Regions from separate parts of the Mus musculus genome. Here all the other regions are linked to region 7. The links are chromatin contacts, called in public Hi-C, HiChIP or PLAC-seq and promoter capture Hi-C maps. All regions are on one chromosome and are shown on one strand. The core of a region is the stretch at or near the end of the contact, and the rest is flanking DNA. Distances in the headings are between cores, read along the strand shown.

Region 1 (3,398 bases), core at 320-2,819, 700 kb after region 7:
CACACAGGAGAAAGAAGCCGCAGAAGTGAGTAGGCGTAACCCAAGTGATGGAGATGAATGAGAACCTAGGAGGAGGGCAAAGAGGCGTTCCTGGTGAATAGTAATCTATCAGGAGCCCAGGGACTAGAGTGGTGAGCCCCACCCTGGCTCCCACCCTAGGGATACGTGGCCTAAACAGGAGACTGAGTTCAGTCACCAGAGGACCCACTTTCAATATCAGCACCCGTCTTCGAAAGGGAAGTCTGGAAGGGCAAACCGAAAATGAGAGAAAAACAGATGAAGGTCAAACACCAAGCGGCAGGCTACCTGCGGAGGAGGCACGAGTTCCAAGCAGGCAATTACTAAGGACTCGCAAACACCCCAATCACAGAAAGAAGGAGAAGGCGGCAGCAGGTGGCATCTCACTGCAGGGCAGAAGCACAGGTTGCGGGGACTCTGTTACAAGGGGTGAGAAGTGAAGTCCCAGCTCACGGTCCCCCGAGATCTGGTCTTCTCCAAGTCAGCAGAGAAGGAGTGCATGAAAAAGCGGCGGAAGGGGAGGCTCGGCTCCAGGAAACTGCCTCTGCCAGAGCAACAAGCCTCGCTCACCAGCCTCTAGCTGCGGTTCAGAAAAAAGCCTGGCCGCTAGTCCCACCAGAGCACGGCGCCACCACTACCCCACGACCCGTGTGTGTCTTTCAGGATAACTAACGCCCTCCCCCACTGTGTGCAGCAAAGTGAAATGCTTCTGAGGTCTTTCAAGAGACTTCTCAGGCTTCTGCTTCCCGCTTACTAAAGGCTTCTTCCAGAAGGCTCAGGACACATGCTTCACCACTACCCAGACAGCCACCTTCTCAAGGGCTCCACACTCTGTGTGGACAAAGCTCTGCTCTGAGTTCAACCCTTACAAAAGATCCAAAGCGCCTTTGACCAGGAAGACTAAAACGAGTTTGTGCAGAGGCCAAGGACAGACAAGTCTCCAACTTGTCCTTGCCATAGCCCAGGTCACCCACTCGGAGCACTGATTGATAGCCCAGAGCAATGGTGACCCCCACGGAGATCCTGCCAGCCCCAACCCCGACGCCTCCGGGCCCTACGGCTTCCCACCTCCTCAGTGCCCAGCGCGAGGCAGGTCTGGGACCGAGGTCCGACCGGCCCCGCCCTGCCACCAGCGGCCAGGCACCCACCGAACAGGAAATTCCACCTGTGCGCCCGAGCTCCGGCCACCCACGAGCCGTAGAGCGGAGCTCGGGCGAAACCGAGGGCCCCGCGCAGGCGACGCTGCGCGCGGATCAGAACTGTGGACGCCCGACCCCGGGTCCCCAGCCCTCGCCCACCTCTAGCCGGGAGTTGTACTTGAGTCCCGCGCCGAAGTCCTGAGAGCCCCCTCCGGCCTTGCGGCCCCGATTGCTACCCATGGTTTTGGCGGTCCGATCGCCGGTCTCAGACGCGTGGTCCCTCCGGGCAGCCGTCTACCATGGCCCGCGGGGTGTTGGGGACACGAGGGACGAGGGGGACGAGGTGAGGCACGGGCCAAGTTCCGGGGCAGGCCCAGCGCGCCCGGCCCGCGGCGGAGGCTCCAGTTCTCATCCTTCCTCCCAGCTCAGGTAGTTTCAGGGTGTGGCCTCCAGGGTCGCCCCGCCCCTCCAGCCAGCCAGCACCGGCGCCCGCACACCTGTTGCGGCCGGTCCCGCCTTCCGCCACGCCCCCAGGAAGCTCTTTCCCTCCCGCCAGAACCCCGAAAAGGAGCACCACAGAGTTCTGGCTCTTTCTTCCTCTTTGTCACGGGTGGCTCTTTCTCCTGGAGCACAGCCCTTCAGTCCGGTCCTTTGATACTGGCCATCTCTCCACCATCTTTAATACAATTTTAATCTCTCTCCCGTGGATCTTTCCCTACAATCAATCATGTTACCAGATGCCTGTGTCTCCGTTATTGTCCCTTCAAAACCGTAGCCAGCTGTTGTTAAGACCAGGCCTTCCTCCTGTGTCATGTCCCCTCCTGGGGACAGTAGCAGCCTCTTCTTCGCTGTCAGAGCCACTGACAGTGGCCTGTGCCCAGAGAAATGATTGCAGGTCCCCAGAGTCTTTCTCCAACTATTTGCAGCATCAGATACTGACTGCACATCCCGTCTTGAAAAGCGTCTTTTCTGTATTTTCGTAATCCTTTCTGACCTCTAGACTAGATCGCTAGTCAACCTCCTCCCTTTTTTCTACACTCCCTTCCTTTAATTTGTTGTTATTGTTGTCGTTGTTTATTTGCGTGTTTGAGAACAACTTGCGAGATACTTGGTCTCTCCTTGCACCTTGTGGGTTCTAGGGATGGAGAATCATCAGGCTGGGCAGTAAGAGCCCTTACTGGCTCAGTCATCCTGCAGGACCCACACTTTCCTTCTTTAAGGATACGTGCCTTCCCAGCACAGGCACCAAAGGTGTTCCCCACCTGGGTATTTCTCTGCTGATATTCTGCAGTCTTGATTAGTGAACCAAAACTCCTGAGCTCATAGTATGTGCTGTCCTAGCTCTTGGGAAACAAGAATGAGCAAAATGAAATTTTGCTCCTTTGAACTCCTACTTTGAAATTAACAAGCCCCAAGTTTCTACCTAGAACCCAGCCCTTCTTAAAATAACATAAATCTCTATGAGTCTGTGTCCCACAGCAGCTACAGCAAGCAGAGCCCCCTGCTGATGTATTCTGGAGATAAGTGATGTAACAACTCTGGTGATATTAGACCAAAGAGAGTCTACTGACACAGACTCGTCCTCCCTGTGAGCCAGGACTGGGTCTTTCTGTCTCTCTATCATTGCACTACTGTGTCTCACTGACCGGAGTCTTCCAAGTCTAAGTTATGTGAGTGTGATGCACAGGGAAATAAATTTGCCACTATACTGCATGCAAAGAATTCCAAAGCCAAATGGAGCATATTGAAAAATAACTCCCTGCTTTGGATTACCACTGGCACAAACACCCTTTAATTAGTGAATGACTGAAAGTTAGCCTGATTCGAGGCAGCAAAGACTAGAAGGGACTTGTGGCTCTGGACCTGCTATTCTGTTGAGAAAAGAATGACTCATTTTCTTTCTCAACTTCCTGCAGTTCCATCCTTTATCTCAGAAAGCTAAATGTGTATCTCGTCTGTGAGAGGCACCCATCTGGTCATTTGAGTGCAGGCAATGCCACAAATCTGTCGTAAGTCCAGCAGAAGAGTCACCCTCCTGTGCTATGCACACCCTATGTGCATGCCTAGGACATCCCTATGACCAACAACCGGACAAAGTAAACTTTATGCTAACATCTTAAATCTGTTTGGTTTAATCGTTATAAAGTATATATAAGGCAGGTGTGGTGGCAAACACACGGGCCAGCCTGATCTACATAGCAAACCCTGCCTCAATAAAGAAAGAACAATATACATGATATT
Region 2 (3,495 bases), core at 361-2,860, 680 kb before region 7:
CAGCTAGAAGGGAGGAGATGTGTTCCAGCTGGCTCATGTGACTGGTGGCAGGTGTTTGTCTCTCATCATCTCTAAAGAATGCTGCACCACCTGCAACTGGTTTCATCCACCGTGAGCAAGGTGAGGGAGAGTGAGAAATCTTGCCTAAGATGAGAGCTATTATCTACTTCTACCTTCGTCATGGTACTCGAACCCCACTGCTCTTCCATGTTCTGTTTAATAAATAGAAGATTCTGGAAAGCAGTCTCTCCTTACATGGCACATTCTACAAAGGCTGATTAAAGAATTAGAATGTCAATGGTTACGGGGAGGTTGGAATGACGAAGGCATTGCATCTGCTTAAAAAGTGTCTTGGACTATCTTTAGCCCTCTAAGGAGCCCACATTTATAACTGACCTAACATTTCAGTGACTATCACCTGAGGCCTTTCAAATGCATTAACTTAGCATTCAACTACATCCCACCAACCCGAGAGCTAAGAACTTTATTATATACCATCAAGAACTATGGCAGCGCTTTCTCTGCTTTGCTGCAACCTATGACCACCAATGTAGTTTTTAAAAGTGTCTTGATTTGTGGCTGTCTTTGTTCTTTGGTTTTGCAGCAAGGAAATTTATTGAAACTGTTGCCATGCCAAAACATCGAATTTTGAGTACCCCTGAATCTGTGTTTTGGGGCTATTTGGCTCTATAATAAACTACCTCTTTCAGATGAGAACTGTTTTTGCTGTTTTTACGCTATCAGTTATAATTGAGCCAATAAACATACTACCTGCTTATTGGGAGGGGGTTAGGATGTGATTATCCTTAGGGTCAGGGGGAGGTTCTTAAGAGCTCTCCTAAGATATCCTGGTGAACATCTGCCAATCACCTATACCAATGATGACCCCTAAGTTCCCCCAAATTCCTGTGAGAAAATATAATCTCTTTGAACATTAAAGACAGGTTACCAGTCAGTAACAGGCAAGGTTAGGTTCCCTAAGAGTTTGTGAGCTTGCTCCACAGACTCTTTGGGAAGTCAAATTACTGAAGATAGGGTCTGGTACATCATAAGAGAAAAGGAAAGACGGTAAGAAAAAAAATATAAAGAAATGGATACGATCTGAGGGCAAGGTGGGAAGGAGACAGGTGCAGGAGACAAACACAGACCGAAGCTGAGTCCAGAAACACTAGGGCTGTCTACCAGCTACAGTAGTCTAGAGGGGGTAAGCACTGCATAAGATTCTCTTGGAGTTTTACTGGCACAGCCTAGCTGGAAAGAGAAAGGAGGGTGTGGAGCATAGCTTTCTAGATCTACCTGGACTTTGAGCATCAGAAATTCTTCAGGGAATGGGACACTGACAACAGCGGCCAATGTCTAGCCAGGCGAAATGGTGGGGGTATTTTGGACGTCTTCTGAGGGCCAAGAGAAGAGGTTTGGGGTCTGCTGAAAGGGTCCTCCATCTTCGCCTTTTTTTCCTTCGGCTATTCAACCGCCAAGAGGGTCTCTGGAGCCCCTCCGGATGCAAACTTCCCCCCAGGCAGCCTGTGGAAGTAGTCCATCACAGCCAGCCTCCAGCGTGGTTCCCCAGCCTGGCCAGCTGGCAGGAAGGCTGCCGAGGCAGCAGATCTGGCGAGAGACTCCTCAATCACATTTACATGTACGTGGTGCAAAAAGGGAAAGATAGGGGGGAAGGGAAGCCCTCCGGAATCCAAAAGGAAAGTCAGTAAGTACTCCACAATAAAAAAAAAAAGAAGAGAGTCAGCCACCAGCTTGATTTGTCTCGGATGTTCTCAAATCGCTGTCCTTAAAAGCTCTGCTTCCCCATCTTCCTTCTCCTCCCGTCATCCAATGCCTGAAGAAAGTCTCTAATTTTGCTTTAATTTGTGCCTTGGTTGCAAGAATAAAACAGAGCGTCACTGAAGCTCCGGCCCCTCCCCCTTGGCACTCTGCAGCTGCACTTCCTCAATGGCCCGATGCCGCCTTTCTCTCCCACCACTCCAGGTTCTTTGCCGAAGGAACCAAGCACCAGGCTTAGGGCGGCTTCCAAACAGACAGGCATCCAACGGTTGCCTTTACCCCTGTGAGCCCCTCAAGCTTCTCAGGAATGGGGGTGCAGATTCTGGTTAAGGGAAGAGCAGAGTGCAAGGGCCTGTTATGGTGTGGATACTGGAATCTCTCAAAACGTCAGTTAATCTTGGGCATCTTGCCAGGAATCGCGTGGAAGGAGATAGTAACAAATTTGGGTGTTTACATCATTTTTCAAGTAAAAGAATAAACACAGGCAGCCTCCTTATTTTCTTACACTTAAATCCTTTTGGAGTATCTGATGACATTGTTTCTCTGTTGGTTCCCAGGTCTCAAGAGTTTTGGTTTTCAAATACAGCCCTGGCTTGAACCAGAGGTGCCCTCAGGCAGAACCCTCCCTTCCAACCCTCAGGGAGGCTAATTTACTTCCCTTTTAGTAGCTTCCATTCTTGTCTCTACCAAGAAGGAGCACTGAAAAGCACTTCTAATTAATCTTTGTAGATTGCTATGCGATCCTGGGGGCTAAAGGCAGAGTATTATTAGAAAGTGCTGGCTGGGTGGGTAGCGGTCATAAAAAAACTAGGTGCTGACCAGATCACTTTTCAAGACATCACAGGTATTGGGAATGGTTGCAAGTGGTTTTATGTGATTGGCTGCTTCATAAGTCCTCAAGAAAATCATAGGGCAGCCACCTGGAGACATGAGCTCCACTTCTCTCCAGCAGGTGTCAGCACAAAGGATTTGTAGCCAGTTAAGCCTTGGCCTTTTTACTTCCACTAACCCCAGTGTACAATAGCCTGCCCTCACCCCCAGCTTTGCTTCCTGAAGCTTTACCTCTTGTGGCTTGTCATCACCACCATCACAAGAAAGTGAGGGTGTTAGCTTTTCAGCTAGTCACATCTGCACAGGCACATACAAGAAACCATATTCACATACTTTCCACTCCAGGATGACAGGGGTTTTAGTGTCTCTTAAAAGATTTATTTCATCGTAATCATGATGTCTGAATGTAGGGATGTGCACATGAGTGCAGGTTCCAGCAGAAGGAAGAAGAAAATAACCAGTGCCCTAGAGCTGGAGTTACAGGTGCCTGGGAACAGGGCTGCTGAGAACAGAATTGAGGCCCCGTGCAAAAGCAACAAATACTCTCACCCACTGAGCCATTGCTCCAGCTTTGTGTATATCATTGTATTGTACTGTTAGTTACTGTTAATCTCATACTATGACACATATGTCAGTTAAACTTCACAGATATGTATCCATAACCAAAACCCAGTCTGAAGAGGTTTTAACACTACTTGCTATTTCAGGCATCCCGTGAGGATGAAGGACGATAGCCTCTTGGAAAGGTACCTGGCCTGTGTGGTTTGAGCTCTGATAGAGCATCATCCACCATGGTACTTTTCTGGATCTAAGAAAACTAATCACTTGTGACTAAAATGAGCCCCCACAGCAAGGGGCATCTACATTGTTAGAAAGATGTGCACA
Region 3 (3,122 bases), core at 532-3,031, 780 kb after region 7:
TCTGATATTGGTATTTTTCCCCTGGAGACATTAAATATTAAATGGATTCTTTAAAACTGATGAATTCTTTATTGTGAATTCACTAGTACCTAAAGTTTCTCACACCGCTGGAAAGTGAGGTGGAGTGTGAACAATGGTTTTTGACACTGACCCATTAAGTCCCACCCAATATATAAAACTCGGTCTCCCCACCCTTCTCTTCTTATCCCCGCTCAATGTAGCTGTTTCCCAGTGACATCTTATCAGGGATCACAGATACAGCCCTACCAACTGTGTGGAAGCTGAAAGAATCGAAAAGTTCGTGTGTATAAACATTAACTGTTTCTACTTAAGACTTATCTTTTTTTCCCACCTCAGTCAAAAAGTTTCAAGCAAGATGAATACAAAGATTGTTTTAAGATGTGCCATCCGGAAGATTTTTTTCCTCATTAGATCTTTTTACCAATAGAAATATTTACACATTCTGTAGAAATGAATTCACTCTGAGCCGGGTTTTTAATTAGAACATTCTCAGGTCATGCCTATTTTATCAAACGCAATCTCTGACACTGGCTCAACGTACAGAAAGCCACGGTGGGTTTTTTTTTTTTTTTTAATACAAGCAGGCGCAAGAAGAAATAAACAACACCAGAAACACACAGTCCAGTCCTACAGTTCAAGCATTATTTCGAGAAAGTAAGTAAAAATAAAGTCCCATGTCTCCCTAGGCGACAGAGGGTTCTTGCGGGGAGGCTAGGTGCAGAGCAAGCTGCAGTACGGGTTCCACATCCGACATCCTGGCTCTTCCAGCGGCCTGAACTCCCGCCAACCACCTGGGACCCTAGACGACTTCACCAGGTTAACGGGGGTGACCTCTGGTGCAGAACAATCACTGTGACCCTGACCCACGTAAAGTACCCCCTGAAGCTTTCCAAATGTACTGGTGGATAGCTTCAACGTCCCCTGGGAGGAGGAAAGCCGGGCTCCCTAGTTTGCCAGACTTGTGCAAACGACTGGGAGGCAAGGGAGGGCGCAGAGCGCCCCGCTGCCCTGGCGGCGCCTCCTCTCCCCGCTCCCTCGGCATCTCGGCCACTCGCCAGGGCTGGAGCCGCATCCCCGCTGCCAAGTCCACCTGGTCAACGACTGCTGCGCGCCGACCGTCAAGGTGCGAGCCCGAAGCCCAGGCCCCCGACCGCTGCGGGCACCGGGGACCCGGTGCAGGCCGCCCCATTTAGAGCGCCGCGGGGCCGCAGGGCGCACGGCTGAGGCGCGCACGGCCCCGGGGGAGGGAGAGCGCGCGGTGCGGTGTCCCCGAGGATGCGGCGGCGCCGCCAGCGGGTAGGGGGCTGGGGCGGCCCCGCAGCCCCGACGCCTTTCATTTGGCCTCTGCGGCGACAGAGGCAGCCCGACCTCGGCGCTAAGCTCTGCGCAAAGCTGAGGCGCGCGGGCGGGGTGGGGGGAAGGCAACCCGCCGCTGCGCCGAGCCTCGCGCCGCGCCCCCGGTCCCACGCCCGCCCACAGGCCGTGCTCCCGGGCGACCGGAGGAGACGCAGATCGGGAGCTCGCCTGGTCCTCACCTCTATGTAGCCAGCCAGAGCCGCAGCGGGCGCCGTGAGCCCGAGCAGCAGCAGGACAAGAAGCTTGCCGGTGGCCGCAGCGGCCGCGGTCCCGGTGGCCGCCATCCTTCTCCAGGTCGCTGTGGCGCTGGGCTCTCCCCGTCTCTCGCACAGCCAGGCTACAGCGCTTCCCTACCGCGACCCAGAAGCGTCTGAAGCCCGTTCGCCGCCGCCCCGGGGGTTTTACATCGACCGGAACTGACTTCACAAAACCACGCCCCTCTTCGACAGGACCCAATACGAGCCGGCATAACTGGCCTAAGATACCTCCCCTTGTTTAGCCCAGGTCCAATCAGAGCACGGATACACCGACTCCCCTCCCCGCCCAGCGCGTGCCCCCTCGTGGCCCCGCCCCAAGCCACGGCCAGCCCCGCCCCCGCTCTGGACCCGAGGCTGGGGGCGCAGGAGTCTTCGCGGGTAGACCGTGGGCCGCTGTTCCCAGGGCGGGAGGCTCCTGTTTGGTTGTCTCCTGGGGTGGCTCTACATCATCCACCTTCAGCATCGGGATTTGGGCACGCCCCACTCCCCTAACCCTGCAGGATATTTTCCATATTCCTTTGGGTACCGCCCTCTTTGGGGCTTCTGGAAAATGTTTTAATTAAAAACAGGATGAATTGTTGGGAGTTCCGGACGGTTTGCAGAGGACCGACCCTGTCGCCCTGGAGGATGAACGCCGACATTCTGCTCTCCCCAGCGCTGCACGGGGCGCGCTCTTCCCCCCCAGACCTCTGCGCCCTTGTTTCGCCCCTGAACCCGCAGTGTCTGCACACCGCTGACCTCTGCTCCTTAGGTCCTTTCCCTGCCCCTCCTCGTCGTCACAGCCCCTGCGGCACAGAGAGGCCTTCCCCGCCGAGGCCAGTGGCGCCAGGCCACTGAAACACAAGCTCCCACCCCCCCACCCCCCTTCTCATGTGTTTCAGGACAGGATTCTGGCATCATTTTTCTTCAGTTTAAGATCTCTAAAGCAAAAGACACGCTTTCTCTCTTTTTTCATGCTCCCCAGCATCTTGGTTCCTGGGAAAGCGGCCTGCTGCCCCAGTTCACAACTGGCACCTTGTCCTCTCCATCACGAGGGCTCTGCTGGCTTTGTTTCCTTTCCGTAGCGGGTGATTTATGTACCACCCTCTGCAGAGACCTGGACTCATTTCTTTAGCTTCAACCATATCAAGAACCAAGTTCCTCTCCGCAGGAAGCATCTTAGTGGAGAGGGAGAGACAGTGTCTATAGTGGGCAGAGTGGGACAGTAAGGACCCTGTATTTTACAGATGCATTCTGCAACTGCACGCCAACGTAAGCAGTCCCGCTGTGGTCAAACTGGCTCTGCCTCATTCTCAATGGATGCCAGACACCTTTCCATTGCACAGCCCTTCCTGCTCCTGCTCCATTCCCACAATCCTCCATTCCACCTACAGGAAACACCTTACACAGATGTCATTTCACCCACCTCAGAATGCTGAGAGGGCTGTATCATACCGTGGCACTTTCCCATGGCTAGGTCTCTATGTCTCTCACATCACTGACAAGACA
Region 4 (3,266 bases), core at 15-2,514, 960 kb after region 7:
TTAAAGGCTTGCGCCACCATGCCCCGCTGATCCAAGGACGCTTATAGAGTCAGTGGGTGTGTGTGCGCGTGCGCATGGGTGCAAAGATTTGGCTTTATTTGGAAAGCACTATTTTCCACTGAGAGAAGGACATGCCTGGCATGCCCTGCTCCCCTGACATGTTTATTAAACCGAAGGAACAGTGGCTAACCCACGCAGGACCAGAGGGTGAACTGTAGAATACTTGAGAAGACATTCTAAATAAGACGGTCTTAGAGAAAGAAGGCGTAATGATGAATCATAAGAGTAAGTTGTCGATGTTTTCACTTTCTGCAAGTTGTGCGGACTTGGAGACATGGGTTAGAGTCTGTGTTATATTTCCCAACCTTCAAGACTGCAAGAGGTCCTCCACTGTCTGGTGGCCTCAGCAAAGCCTTCCCGACAGAGTGGTGGTGTCTAACAGTTTTCTTCTGCAGGGAAGCTCTTTAAACAACTCAAGAAAAGCTCTTTAAGCAACTCAAAATAGCTTCAGGAAGTCCCCGAAACGGATCAGATTCTTTAGGCTCCTCTCTGCCAGAATAAACGATAAAAGCTGAGAGACCTTCTCAGATGGAAGGACGCTAAACTGAGGATTCTGAGTTGGGGAAAAAGCTACAAAGTCGACTCTGAGGCCAGACCAGCTACCTGGAGGCAGCAGAAACCAGCTGAGCTGCCTGGAAAGGTGTAGACCAACTGAGGCACCTGGAAAGGACTCATTGCAACCTGTTGAGCTGCTTGTAGGCTGTGCAGTGTTTCAGGTTCCCAGCTTTTGTGAGTTGTCACTCATGCTGGGGTGAGCCTTGGTTTTTCAGCTAAGTCATTTCTGCTCTTGTTAAGTAAACCCTCACCCATATGCCTGCAAGTAATCCCAATAGTAGTTCACCAAGTTGGACTTGGGTGGTCTCGGTATTTTGATTTGTCGTGTTGAGTATCCCCTGGAAAAATTTTGTCACACAAGAAGTGGTGGTTAGCACGGTGCCTGTCAGACTGTGCTCTTGCTTCGCAGCTGACAAAAGGCGACATCGCTCTATCCTCCAAAGCTCCTGAGCCAGGAGAACCCCGCACAGAATGGATCGTGCCTTCTCCGCACCGACGTAGCTTGTGGCACCAGACGCGTCGGGGCGGTTCAGGTGCTGCCACAGGCTCCGCCCCTGCCCGTCCTGCCCAATACGCTCCGCCCCGCCGTTAGGTTTCGCCCCACAGGTCCCGCCCCTTCCGCTGCCGGAGCCCGGAACGTGCGCGTACCCAGACGCCTTGCGGGAGCGAGCGCGTTTCGGAGCCCACGGCCCGACGAACCCCGGGTGAGACCCGCGGACTCTGCTGAGGTGAGGGCGGGCCCAGGCGTCGGGTTTGGTGGGTGCCGGGGGAAGGGGAGAAGCGGGGAGAAAGGGAGAAGCGGGGCGTTGCCGTGGGCACGCGGCGGGCCCCACGCGTGGCGTGCGGCTGCCGGGTGGGCGAGGGTTAGGGGGAGGACGTGTGGGGGAGGGGCGGGCCGCGGCGCGCTGCGCGCAGGTGGGGCTGGCGACGTGGGGCTGCGGTCCGAGGTCCTTGCTTGCTGGTTGCTCGCGAGGGTCTAGAGGGTGGGCTAGCCCAGGTGCAGAGAAGAGGCCTTCCTGGTCTAGCGAAGCAGCCCGGGACACCCCCAACACTTAGAAATCGGCAGCTTCCGGGGTTCCGGCTCGCTAGCAGCGCCCCTGTTTTTGTATTTTGAGTTCTTGTGCAGAATAAGTGGCAAGGCAGCGGTTGTCGCTAGATAATTATGTGTAGCTTAATCAACCGCCGGTATTGGAAGCAGCTTCTGAGTGAGTTGTGTACATTGTGCACCTGTCAGATGAGGTAACTGGCTTTGCACGCTGTCTATGCCACTTACGCTAAGAGGAGTTTATTCTAAGCATCAGGTTGCCTCTGTCTGTCGGTCTGCCTGCCGGCCTTCCTTCCTTTCTTTTTTTCTTTCTTTTTTTTAAGTTTTGTTACGTGCAGGTGTCTTGCTCCTTTCTCACTTTCACTCAGTTATTTAGGCGCTACATGCGTGCAGGATGTCCTCAATTCTCTGTGTGCTGACGATGAGCGCGCACAGTTACCTGGGGACCACACAGCTGTGTCCATGTAACACTCGCCGTATCTTTCCTTGATCTGAAATACTGTCAGAACGTGAAATCATTTTGCAGAAAAGAGCTTCCATTCTAGGTATATTACAGACTTACCCATTATCATTTGAGAACTTGGGAAGTGGGAAGGATCTTCACTGTTAATGTAAGCTCACTTAGCTGGAGATTCCCTTTAAGATCCTAAGAGAAAAGAAAGGTAGGAAGGGCCTGGTCCAACTCCTCCTTAACTACAGGTAAGGAGCCTGACACCTGGTGAGGTAAGATGTCACAGATAGTGACGGCCCCAGGGTAGAATCTGGTTGCTCTTCCCACTTTTGTGGGCTTGTTGGTCTGTTTGTCAGTAATAGTGATAAGAGTCCAGTACATGTAGAGCAGCTGGGTCATGACCCTTTTGGAGTGGGGGTTGAGTGACCTTTTCAGACTGATCATCTAAGACCATTGAAGAACACAGATATTTACATTACAAGTCGTAACAGCAAAATTGCAGCTATGAAGTAGCAACAGAAGCGGTTTCATGGTTGGGAGGTGGGTCACCACAACTCGAAGGCCGTAGCATTGGGAAGGCTGGGAACCACTGAGGTACAGCGGTGAGTTCCAGTTCACTGTGCCTTAGCACTGTTCAGAACCGTGGCCTCAGCTTCATACTGATTCCAGCTTTGGGAAATGCTTGCATTAACTTACATGGATCTGAAGGTCAGATTGGCCACTGACAGCTAATAACAGTCTGGTGATTGGAGCCCTAGGAATTTATGTGGATGAATAAAATCATATCAGGTGTTTACAGTTTAAACTGAGAGTATGTAAGAAGTATTGTATATGATATTAACATCTGCAGGCAAGCCAACCAAGAGTTGGGTAAGCGATTTCCAAGCTTTGATCTTCAGTTAGTACCTGTATAATAGGTATAATAAGCACAGCTGTAAGAATTACTTGAAAACTGGGATACAGAATGGGACCCTACCCCCTGCTTTAAAAAACAAGACTTGAGAGATAATTTATATAAGTTAGTATCTGAGTTTACTAATGTTAATGGCTTTTTAAAAACAATCTTAAATTAAAAATACCATCAGCGTGTGTGTGTGCGTGCGCGCGTGCGTGCGTGCGTGCGTGCGTGCGTGCGGATATCCATAGCACTCCTCT
Region 5 (3,593 bases), core at 92-2,591, 990 kb after region 7:
ACACCAGAACCAGATGCAGACATTGCAGTAAAGAAAAGCTGTAGGCCAGCATTCTTCATGGATCTAGACAGAAAAGTTCTACAGATCCAGGAGTATATAAAGAATTATACCCAGAGGATCCAGCATCCCCATAGTGGCTCATAACCATTTATAACTAAAGTTCCAGTAGATTCAGTGCCCTCGTGTCTTTCACTGGCATTAGGCACATGTGTTGTGCACATACACACATTCAGGTAAAATACAAACATAAAAATGTAAAAAAAAATAATTTTTGAGAATTATATTCTGTCAGATTTTATTTATTTTTTTTTTTAAAGATTTATTTATTTATTACATGTAAGTACACTGTAGCTGTCTTCAGACACACCAGAAGAGGGCGTCAGATCTCGTTACAGATGGTTGTGAGCCACCATGTGGTTGCTGGGATTTGAACTCTGGACCTTCGGAAGAGCAGTCGGGTGCTCTTACCCACTGAGCCATCTCACCAGCCCTCTGTCAGATTTTATATTGCTGTGTCAAAATCCTGTCATAAACAACTTAGGGAGATGAATTCAGGACATGGTCATAGAGGTTTTAGCCCAGACTTTTGCTTTGTCGATTGTGGGCCAGTGATGAGGCAGAGAATAATAGTGGTAGGAGCATGTCTCAGGCTGCTCAGCTCATGAGAGGGAGCATCCAGTGGCGCAACGACCAGACTGAGGGATCAAGCTAGCCTTCAGGATCATACTCCCCCTGGCTGCTTTCTCCAGCTAGGCCTCACCTCTCCTGAAAGTGTCTGTCTTCTTTCAGATTAGTCTTGGCAGCAGTCAGTGTATGAGCCAGTGGGGGACATTTCCTATTGAAACTATACTCTTGCACCCTTTGTCTCCAAAGGCTTTTACTTACACAGAAAATGGAGTTGCCCGCATTGTTTAAAAGTCCCAGGCTATTAGCTGAGTGTGTGGTGCATGCCTGGAGTCCTAGCACTGCAGAAGCCAAGGCAGGAAGACTGAATTGAGACAGACAGACAGACAGACAGACAGACAGACACACACACACACACACACACACACACACACACACACACACACACGAGCCTCGCATGACAGACAGTTGCTGTTCTTTAGATAGTAGAACAAATGATATATAACTTGTTATAAGCCGATTTATTAGAGTTGCTTGGGTTCTGTCTTCAGGAACATTGGGACCCTTGGGGAAATGAGGGTTGGAGGTGTCTGTAGTGCTCTTGCTTCTTCTCTGTAAACACTAGCTGTTTTGTTATATCTCCTTCTTCCCCACAAAGCTAATTGTTTTCTTTGTAGGGGAAACTGCCTACCAGAATCACAGTTCCTCTTTCTGTGATTAGCCAGCCAATGAAGGGCAAGAGCGTGGTCACAGCCCCCATCATCAAAGGCAACCTTGGAGCCAAGTGAGTGCTGTTTGTAGAATTGCAAATACAGTTGGTCCAGAATGGGAAGGTGGCTGGCAGCTGACATGTTCATCAGTAATACACATTGCATCAGTAATACACATCCCCAGTACTGTTTTGGATAGAGTAGGGAGAGGAATCCGACGGGCGGGGGGGGGGGGGGGGGGGAGGTAGTAAAGCAGTATATATTGCGTGTAGAAAGCGAGGAAGTGCAGGGTGCTGGCCTGGGATGCTGTAAGGGACCCGCCCTGTATTTGAGGCCAAGCTTAAGATAGTTTGGCAAATGTTGGTTTTCTCTGGCCCTGACTTAAACAGGAATAAAAGACTCATGCAGTCATTCTGGCATTCCTAATCACTATAAAGCTGTTTTGGGATGTGGGGTGGCCCTTTCTTTCCTAAGAGACAGGCATCTTCCTGGGTTGCTGAGGCTGACTCACTCCTGTACTCTCTGGGATACTCTGAGTTCTTGTCCAACTTCGAGAGTTCCTTGCTAGGGATACATGCTTCCTGGTAGTGCCTGACTCTTCCTGGGCCGTGTGTAGAGTTTAGGCCATTTTATCCACTACTCTGGCGGTTCTTGCCACGGAAGGCTAGAAGAAATGTCCTAGTATGAGATTGCATTTGAATCCAGAAGATTCTTCCTGGGCCTCTTCGTTGTCCTTCATGCAATACGTAGCCTCATTCTGAGCCTGAGCAATGTCGTCATACTTACCTCCGTTTCCCTTTCACAGTCTCAGTGGGCTGGGTCGCAACATCATCCTCACGACCATGCCAGCAGGTACCAAACTCATTGCTGGCAATAAGCCAGTGAGTTTCCTCACTGCTCAGCAGTTGCAGCAGCTTCAGCAACAAGGTCAGGCTACACAGGTAAGGTCTGATGCAGACTGTTGACCAGCTCAGGTTTGTCTGTTTTCTTTTCTTCACTGATGAACAGTGCAGTCCACTGATCAGACCTCCTCTCTTTGTAAGCAGGTGCGCATCCAGACCGTCCCGGCATCCCATCTGCAACAGGGCACGGCTTCTGGCTCCTCCAAAGCAGTGTCCACTGTTGTTGTGACCACAGCTCCATCTCCTAAACAAGCACCTGAGCAGCAGTGACCGAGGAGAGGCGGCTTCTCTAAGAGACCAGGCCCGGTGGATCTCGGCCGACAGAAAGGGAGCAGCAGGAGGCTGCATCGTTCTTCTGAGCTGTCCTGCTTGAGGCAGGGTGGTGGAGAGTGATGGCAACTGCGGCCTAGGTTCTGCTGCCACGCTCCAGAGTGAAGCTCTGAAAGGGGTCCCTCTTTAGGGCTCCAGGGATAATCTGTCTAGTCCAGGAAGAGAGAACATCAGAGTCTTGGGAGGTCACAGTCACACAAGCCAGGGTTACCTCCCGAGTGTTGGATGTCCAGGGAGCAGGCCTGCCAGTTGCTGAGTGGGCCGGCAGGGAATAAGCCTCATTCTATGTGAGGTTTTACTTTTTAGTTTCTGATCCTCTTGGTGACTTGTTGAGATGTGAGTTTTGTGTCCAGAAAATTTTTGTGTAACTTATTTTTTTAAAGAACCTACTATATGTCTTTTATCAAATAGAAACCTGGGCTTTAGTGCCCCTAAACTGATCACTTACCCCTTCAACCAGAATGAGAACATAGCAAGGCTCTTAGTAGGTTGGTGGCTTACTTGATAGTGGAGAGGTTATATAGTAAGAAATGTAGGCCATGAGGTAGCATGGACCCCTCAAGTGGGACTAGTTCAGCACAGTGTACTGAATATGAGTGTCTGATCTTGGTTGTCCCTGCGTCTTCTCCTGTGGGGTTATCCTCAACAAGCCTGTTCACATGGAGGTTCAGAGCTGTTGGACAAGAGAGTAGGGAAAGCCGGTGGGATGCTGCTCTCAGAGCACTTGCTTACAGCCCAGACATTGCACATTCTCCTTGCTGTACAACAGCCATTGCAAACCAGACCCTTGGAGCTGGCCACCTGACTGGAACATAGAAGAAATGGTTAGGTAGGGGCAGGGGTAGGCACTGCCTGGCAGTGCCAGCTAGAGGAGAAGTGAGTAAGTTTGGTGTTTTTATTCCTGGCCATTTCACATTTCTTAGCCACCATCAGCCACAGACAGAGCTCAGAGGGTACTTTACAAAGTCCAAGTACTTTATGGACTGCTTGTAGCTTGCTGTGGTGCAGGGGTGGGTGGGAAAACCTT
Region 6 (3,145 bases), core at 211-2,710, 720 kb after region 7:
GTACATACATAATTTAAACATAACTGTAAATACGCACGTGGTGCTGCCTCCTAAAAAATGCCATTGAGGTTAGGCACAGCTCTGCTCAGTTGGAGGCTGGGAAAATGGTTGTCAGCGTGCTTGTTGTATGAGCACGGGCATCTGACGTCAGTTCCCAGGACTCACACAAGGGCCGAAGGCTGGGCAAAGCGCATCCCCTTGTAATTCCAGCCCTGGGAGGTAAAGGGTTCCTGAGCTGATCTGCCTAGCCAAAGGGGGGAGCCAGGTTTAGTGAGGGACTAAGTGGACTGGGCTGGAGCAGTTATTTAGAGTACTTGCTTCCAAGAGATTGGGATTCAGTTCCTAACTGAATGATGGACAGCACACAAACTCTGTAACTCCAGCCCCTGGGTGTCTGATGTCCTCTGCAGACATATACAAATACAGCATACACACACACACACAAATTGTTTTTAAGGTGGAGAAAAAACTGAGGAAGACATTTAACATCAATTACGAGTTTCCATGTGTATGTGCACACACCCATCCATCCACATCCATAAACATACACACAAATACACACACATCCTGATACAGGGTCTCCTACGTAGTCCAAGTTGGTTCTGAACTATAAAAACCAGGCTGGCCTTCAGTAGTTGTCGTGCCCCAGCCTCCCCAGGACTGGCACTCCTGTAGGAGTGCACCGCTGTCACCCAATATTTGACTTTCAAATTGTTACCCAGATCTGGATATTCTTGGCCAGAAATCTAGAGACTTCCCAAGTCCTCTCTAATCTATTTCAAAGATTTTGGGGAAATGTAATTTACGCCTAATCTCTGGGCTGCTCGACAGAAGAACTGACTAATGACGTCTGTGACCAAGACCACAAAGGACAGAAAGACATGCCTATTTCATAGGCAAAGTGGCAAGAGACATCGGCCTCTTCATTTTATAAATAAAGGGAAATATTCCTTTTTGTCAGAACCAGACTCCGGCTGTGTCATGAGGTGGTGCAGGTGATGCGGGGGTCATGTTTCAGCTACAATCAAGATGCCCCTTTACTTCATTTTGCTCTGCCCTTGTCCTTGTCCTCTCCTAAGAATCTGACAGTATGTTTCTATGGATATGCCCCCTGGATCCTCTGGAATCTCAGAGACTTACTGCACTCTAACCCATGTCTTCAAAAATAAGAGTATCGATTGTCAAAGCAACGGAAACCACAGCAGGTCATCTACATAGCTGGGTCAGGCACAGATCTCAGCCACTGGGCTCGGATTTGCAACTGAGAGCGAACAGGCAGATAGGCCCTTCACTCTCAATAGCAGCCAGCACCTGAGGTTTACTGCAAGGTGGGCAGGGCCACATTCCCCAGAGGTCACAGCTTAGTCATCCAAGCAGAAACCAGGAGATGAGTAAGTTTCTTTCTGTGCCCATGAGGGAGCCGTCCTGCTTGGGTGAGGTCAAAGGGCAGTTCCCGCTTTACATTTCTGTGGGTGTTTCCTTACAAAATGTAATCACTATATGGCTACCATAAACACAACTACCTCTACAGTTTAAGGCGAAGTCAATTAAATGAGTCAACGCCTTGCTGAGTGCAAAGCAAACCCGTACAGGGAGAGACACACACAGGCCTGGCTGCAGGAATTCTTGTGTTCTGACCCAACCTCTACTGTAGCTAATCCACTGTGGGTCATGCACGGTCCTCTCACAAGCTCTCAACACCCAGAACACCACTGTCAACAGAGTGCTGGTGACAAGTTCTGAGAGCTGACCAGTTGGATAGACTTGGACTGGGGTTGGCTTGCAAAGATAGCCAAGCCACACAATACTTGAGAATCCGTGAACAGACAATAGACAAATAAACAAAGCTGTATTTTGAATTAGATAATGAATGGCAAAGTCATTTCCCAGGCCGCAATAGAGGGTCCAGTGGTACCTCTTTAAAGCCACTTCAAATATAAAGGTCTCTCTCTCTTTGTGACTCTCTTGGGCAGTAACCTGAGGGGACATCATAGAAGCAGCTGGGCAGTGTTGAATGTTAACAGAGAATCAGACTGCTGGCAGCATGTCCCCACCCTATGCTTACTGGCTTAGAAACTCATACGGTATGACCCCAGTAACTGCATGTTTCATAACATGTATCAACTCTTGTAGCATAGTATTTAAGACTGAGTGATAACAGTGCTCAGGCCCAAAGCCCTGGAAGCAGCTAAAAGCCCAAGTCGCTGAGCACAGGGACTTCTAGTGGCAAGTCACTTAAGCTCAGACGCCGCAGCGGCTATGGACAGCTTCCTGAAAATTCAGCCATAAGCTCTATTGACATTATTCTTAACAGTGGGAAGAAGTCTTGACTTAAATTTTGCAAAATGCCACAGGCAGGCTTTCCTTCATCTTTCTTTGCGCGTAAAATAGGGTCTTGCTACCCGCTCAATAGTGGCCGTCACCTCATCAGTCCTCCGTGTGAGCAACCCCTCCCCCACAGTGCTGAGATTATCCCACAACAGCCAGCAAGCCAGTCACTTTCTCCTTCTTTTTGGAATGAAAACGGAGCTCTTGATTCAACTTACTATGGCCACTGTAATACAGGCTAGTAACTCTTCACTGAAGGAAGATAGACACCCTTCATCCCCAAAAGCAGGCCTAGAACGCTCCATCAGCATAGATCGAAGCCATGGTCAGGAACACAAGGTGCTCAGGGGACGTTAAAGTGTTTATTGATGTAGTTAAGTTCTGTACATTCTCCACAGATCACACTAACAGGTTTGTAGGTGAAGTTTCAATCTGTGCATAGTGGGACGAGGCACGGCTAGGGCCAAGGGGGGAAGGAAGGGCAGGTGAGTCACAGAAAAGTACAAAAACCAAACCAAAACAAATAAACAAACAAACAAAAACAGGTTACCAGAACCTTCAGATTAAAACAAAACAAGCAACAAAGCGCTAAAGGCTGTGAGCGTGAACTCCAGCTACACAGCATTTTACAGGTTCATATGAAGGAAACAAACACTTTCAAACGTTTCCACAGTGTCTACAGATCCAATTTCATGCACAACCCAGAACATTGTCCTTTCATATGATGAAGCCTCCCGTGAACTCTCCTGGGTCCTCAGCCATGTTTATTATGGTATTCTCTGAGTGGCCATCAGAGGGGCTGGAGAGCGGTGGAGGT
Region 7 (3,549 bases), core at 527-3,026:
GGCAGCAGGGATATTTACTTCTCTAGAGCATTACTGTCAGGTAACTGTTCCCGGAACAACAGGATAGTTTGGGAGGACAAGACAGGCAGTCTGCAGGTCTCACATTCCTTTCAGTTGGGAGGAGGATACAGTGAAAGGATGTTCACCCTGGCAACATGAATTAGTGCTTTGTAACTCCAGAGATCACCTTGCCTGCCTAGAAACACTTTGATCCTAAACTATATTGTTGGCCTTTGAGGCTGTTAGTTGTCAACCACATCCAATTGTAGATGATGGTTTCCTTTGTATTCAAATAAAGTTATTACCTTGACACCAGCAGTGGAGACAGAAAAGGAAGCTGTAAGATCTCTCTGGTACAGGGTTGTTTTATTTTGCTTGGTTTTTTTTTTTTTTTTTTGCGGGTTGGGGGTTGTTTTGTTTTAGTTTTTGCTTTTTGTTGCTTTGTTTTGTTGTTGTTGTTGTTGGGTTGTTTTGTTTTATTTGGTGAATTTGCCTAAATCCTTCAAGGCTACAGCAGAGGACAGACTGGTAAAGAGCGATGGCATTCATCTGTGTCCAAATGGAAAGGAGAGCCACACTGCAGAGTCCAGAAGGACCAAGGTGGAGGCTTCACACAAAGAAGACATCAATGCTTCTACACATAGCCAGTGCCACTTTCAGATACTGACTTTCTTTGTAGGTCACTCTTTTTGAGTTGACAACTGGCAGATGTGTTCAAAGCAGAACACAGACAGGGGCAAATGTGTTAGAGGGTAAACTAAAAACAAGACGTCTCTTCCTCTGCCTTGCATGCCTATGCACATGGGAAGAAAAGGAAGCCGACAGGCAGAAAAGTCTTCAAGATTCAGCACGAAGGCTATCTTCTTAATGGGTTCCCTTTAACCATTGCGATTCACTAAAATCATTCCAGAACGTACTTAAGATTTTGCAATTCACTATATCTTATAGGGACTCGCTTTACTGAAAGCTGATTTACGTCAAATAAACTCATTCCCCCAATTAGCTTCAAGGGCTACAAGGACCCACTCTTCAAGCCAGTGACTAAACATAGGAAATACTCTCTAGAAACCTGCCCCACATCTTAATACTTACCTTTGACTACTCCGGAAAACAAAAGAGGTGGACTGTGAATTGAGTAGAGTTGGGAGGGGGGTCGGGGGGGGGGGTGGAGTGGGGGTAGAGGTGGGGCGTTCTGGAAGAAGCAAGGAGAATTTTTAAAATCCCTCATCAATCTAGCTCCCAACAGTACGTCTCCAAGGGAATTAAAACAAAGCTCATTACGGAAAGTTTCCCTAAACCTCTAGAGATATTTACAAACAGCACTTTAAAGAGCCTGGGCGAGTATCCGTTTTGGCCCAGGTGAGCACGGGCTCTGGGTTCTCAGCTTAGCAGAGCGGTGTGTACGCCCACCGTCACCACCGCTCCTCACCACCAGGGGGCGTCCGTGGCTCCGATCCACCAGGCCGCTCTCCCAGCGTACCCCGCTCCCGCAGGCCGCGACCCGGAAGCTGTCGCCGGCTGCTAGCCGGCCCGCTGCTCTGTCCACTTTGGAGTTGCGGAGTGTAGTGGCCTGGGCGGCCGGAGCTTGTTGTGGCTGCTGGCCGCGGCGGTCGGAAGGATCCCCACCCCCCCAAGAGTTCGTTCCCAGGGGCGCAGTCTGAGCACGGGTCCCCCAGCGACGTGTGACCCGATCTGCCGGCTGCTGCTTCGGAGTTCGTAAGTGTCCGTGGGCCGCGCGGGGCTGCGAAGAGACTCTCCGCCTGGGCCATGATGGAGGCCGGCAAAGTTTTCCTCATCTCGGCTGGAACAGGCTAGTTGATGGGCCCTGTCGACAGAAGCGAGCGGGAGAAGCAGAGCTTTTTCTGTCGCTCTGCAGTGCCAGTAGTATCGAAGGTCCAGAGTTCACTCAGTAGCAGCTGGACTTGTTCTCTTCGGTGACAGTTCATGCTCCCACTCCTGACACCAAAATAAAATCGGAGGCTGTCATCTGTGGAAACATACCTGTCCTTTCAACCATGAAGGCACAAACAGTGTCCCCTACCCAGGGGACTATCTCCGAGTCCAGTTATGTCCACAGCAATCTATGGAGTAGCCGGAAGCTAATGATCGTGGGGGTCTTGGTGGGCTGGCTACTGGTCATCCACCTTCTGGTCAACATGTGGCTTCTGATCCTTCTATGTGCATCGCTGGTAGCGCTGGGAGGATGGCTGGGCTCCACTGCCATCCTAGGGGCTTCAGGTCAATTGCACCTGGAACGATTCATTACCATCACCACCTGTCCTCCATGTCCCGAGGCAGAAAGGCAGCTGGAACAGGAGATTAACCGCACTATCCAGATGATTATCCGAGACTTCGTGTTATCCTGGTATCGTTCTGTGAGCCATGAGCCGGCCTTCGAGGCAGAGATGGAGGCAGCCATGAAAGGGTTGGTTCAGGAGCTTCGAAGGCGGATGAGCATAGTGGACAGCCATGCTCTTACCCAGAGGGTTCTGACTCTCTGTGGTTGTCACCTGCAGAGCTATATTCAGGCAAAGGAGGCTACTGCAAAGGAGCAGAGCTGTCCAGTTCAGCCCTCCCAGCTGTGGGATGCTTACTGCCAGGTTACAGCTCCCCATCCTGCCATGAGCTGTCCCACCACGGAGGTCACTTATGCACGTGGCATTGTGAACTTGATACTAAAAGAGTTAGTGCCCAAGCCCCACCTGGAGACGAGGACTGGACGCCACGTTGTGGTTGAAGTTATTACTTGCAATGTCATCTTACCACTGATCAGCAAGCTATCAGATCCTGACTGGATCCACCTTATTCTTGTGAGTATCTTTTCCAAGTACAGACATGATGCAGCACAGGGAACTAAACCCCCCTGCTCATCCAGTGTCCTAGAGCAGCCCTCGGTGCCCACATCTCTGCCATTGATTGTTGAAGTAGAGAGTCTGCCAGTAGGAAAAGCATCTTCTCCAGCAACAGCCCCAGTACACTTGACCTCCAGTGAGCCAGCCCCTTCCCCAGAGATTGAAGAAGGCCATGAAGCTGTAGAGGGAGATTTGCCTGGGATGCTCGAAGAAAAAAAAGTAGGAAATAGCTCATCCCATTTTCTACAGCCAGATATCCGAGGCCCCTTGTTCTTATGTGAAGACTCAGAACTGGAGTCACCACTGTCTGAACTGAGCAAAGAAACCATCCTGCTAATGACCCCAGGCAACTTCCTTTCTGACAGGATTCAAGATGCTCTGTGTGCCCTAGACGACTCCGGGGCTCTGGAGCCTAAGGATGGCGAGGGATCTGAATGTATGGAAGGAGCAGAGGCCGAGGAGGCCCCAGGGACAGACACAGAGACAGGCATGCTGGTCTCCGTGCTTAATTGCCCAGAGATCCAGATTGACACAGCAGACAAGGAGGTGGAGCAAGGAGATGACACCTCTCTTACAGCTTTGCTGGAGGAACCAGAAAAACCCTGCCCCCTACGGCCCTCATGTTTAGACAAAGATCTCGCCAGTGGTGTGTGCTCCCTTGAACCTGCTATGCCCCCAGTGCCTCTTTCCTCCTCTC

What was found. Promoter capture Hi-C pulls out the DNA fragments that hold promoters and counts their contacts. Hi-C and Micro-C count contacts between places; a contact is called where the count stands out from the background. HiChIP or PLAC-seq counts read pairs in DNA pulled down with a chosen protein or histone mark.
Region 1: an H3K4me3 HiChIP or PLAC-seq map of embryonic limb bud shows a contact between it and region 7, with 4 times the contacts expected there. The contact joins the promoter of St14 here to the promoter of Snx19 in region 7. A contact is called at or near these places in 9 of 39 promoter capture datasets (the C10 cell line, cranial neural crest, frontonasal cranial neural crest and 5 more), 5 of 115 datasets of contacts at active chromatin or transcription factors (bone marrow-derived macrophages, embryonic limb bud, embryonic stem cells and 2 more) and 2 of 9 other capture datasets (adipose tissue and liver).
Region 2: a promoter capture Hi-C map of hippocampal neurons shows a contact between it and region 7, with 2.5 times the contacts expected there. The contact joins the enhancer-like site here to the promoter of Snx19 in region 7. A contact is called at or near these places in 5 of 39 promoter capture datasets (embryonic stem cells, hippocampal neurons, second pharyngeal arch cranial neural crest and 2 more) and 5 of 115 datasets of contacts at active chromatin or transcription factors (embryonic forebrain, embryonic limb bud, embryonic stem cells and 1 more).
Region 3: an H3K27ac HiChIP or PLAC-seq map of thymic regulatory T cells shows a contact between it and region 7, with 8 times the contacts expected there. The contact joins the promoter of Aplp2 here to the promoter of Snx19 in region 7. A contact is called at or near these places in 2 of 39 promoter capture datasets (liver and pre-B cells), 1 of 484 Hi-C or Micro-C datasets (B cells), 2 of 115 datasets of contacts at active chromatin or transcription factors (microglia and thymic regulatory T cells) and 1 of 9 other capture datasets (adipose tissue).
Region 4: an H3K27ac HiChIP or PLAC-seq map of thymic regulatory T cells shows a contact between it and region 7, with 8 times the contacts expected there. The contact joins the promoter of Nfrkb here to the promoter of Snx19 in region 7. A contact is called at or near these places in 7 of 39 promoter capture datasets (the 3T3-L1 cell line, the HPC-7 cell line, hematopoietic stem and progenitor cells and 3 more), 2 of 484 Hi-C or Micro-C datasets (CD4 T cells and CD8 T cells), 6 of 115 datasets of contacts at active chromatin or transcription factors (bone marrow-derived macrophages, embryonic limb bud, embryonic stem cells and 3 more) and 3 of 9 other capture datasets (adipose tissue, liver and macrophages).
Region 5: a contact with region 7 is called in a Hi-C map of B cells, with 6 read pairs. The contact joins the enhancer-like site here to the promoter of Snx19 in region 7. A contact is called at or near these places in 4 of 39 promoter capture datasets (the C10 cell line, hippocampal neurons, liver and 1 more), 1 of 484 Hi-C or Micro-C datasets (B cells) and 3 of 115 datasets of contacts at active chromatin or transcription factors (bone marrow-derived macrophages, large pre-B cells and thymic regulatory T cells).
Region 6: a contact with region 7 is called in an H3K27ac HiChIP or PLAC-seq map of embryonic stem cells, with 2.7 times the contacts expected there. The contact joins the enhancer-like site here to the promoter of Snx19 in region 7. A contact is called at or near these places in 1 of 39 promoter capture datasets (pre-B cells), 2 of 115 datasets of contacts at active chromatin or transcription factors (bone marrow-derived macrophages and embryonic stem cells) and 1 of 9 other capture datasets (adipose tissue).

The regions. Positions count from the first base shown.
Region 1 is chr9:31,130,230-31,133,627 of GRCm38.p6, forward strand. St14 (suppression of tumorigenicity 14 (colon carcinoma)) reads right to left here and starts at 1,570. Exons shown (of 19, transcript NM_011176.4): 1 at 1,317-1,570. The coding sequence starts at 1,397.
Region 2 is chr9:29,748,856-29,752,350 of GRCm38.p6, forward strand. It overlaps a transcript of Ntm not described here. Among named protein-coding and RNA genes, the nearest start is that of Gm15521, 120 kb to the left of the region's middle. Within about 2 kb of position 1,611, at least 54 of the 459 cell types and tissues checked have an H3K27ac peak or open chromatin away from gene starts, as enhancers often do. A contact at or near this core is called in embryonic forebrain and hippocampal neurons, where this site is marked.
Region 3 is chr9:31,210,067-31,213,188 of GRCm38.p6, forward strand. It overlaps Aplp2 (amyloid beta (A4) precursor-like protein 2), which reads right to left and starts at 1,782. Exons shown (of 18, transcript NM_001357698.1): 1 at 1,557-1,782. The coding sequence starts at 1,661.
Region 4 is chr9:31,384,928-31,388,193 of GRCm38.p6, forward strand. Nfrkb (nuclear factor related to kappa B binding protein) reads left to right here and starts at 1,265. Exons shown (of 26, transcript NM_172766.3): 1 at 1,265-1,343. It overlaps 1700023A20Rik (RIKEN cDNA 1700023A20 gene), which reads right to left and starts at 1,121. Exons shown (of 1, transcript NR_165167.1): 1 at 76-1,121.
Region 5 is chr9:31,417,675-31,421,267 of GRCm38.p6, forward strand. It overlaps Nfrkb (nuclear factor related to kappa B binding protein), which reads left to right. Exons shown (of 26, transcript NM_172766.3): 24 at 1,302-1,408; 25 at 2,140-2,275; 26 at 2,381-3,593. The coding sequence ends at 2,506. Among named protein-coding and RNA genes, the nearest start is that of Nfrkb, 33 kb to the left of the region's middle. Within about 2 kb of position 1,342, at least 38 of the 459 cell types and tissues checked have an H3K27ac peak or open chromatin away from gene starts, as enhancers often do. A contact at or near this core is called in B cells, where this site is marked.
Region 6 is chr9:31,146,886-31,150,030 of GRCm38.p6, forward strand. It overlaps Aplp2 (amyloid beta (A4) precursor-like protein 2), which reads right to left. Exons shown (of 18, transcript NM_001357698.1): 18 at 2,672-3,145. Among named protein-coding and RNA genes, the nearest start is that of St14, 17 kb to the left of the region's middle. Within about 2 kb of position 1,461, at least 40 of the 459 cell types and tissues checked have an H3K27ac peak or open chromatin away from gene starts, as enhancers often do. A contact at or near this core is called in embryonic stem cells, where this site is marked.
Region 7 is chr9:30,425,553-30,429,101 of GRCm38.p6, forward strand. It overlaps Snx19 (sorting nexin 19), which reads left to right and starts at 1,777. Exons shown (of 11, transcript NM_028874.2): 1 at 1,777-3,549. The coding sequence starts at 2,016. Gm30933 (predicted gene, 30933) reads right to left here and starts at 1,426. Exons shown (of 3, transcript NR_169179.1): 1 at 1,315-1,426.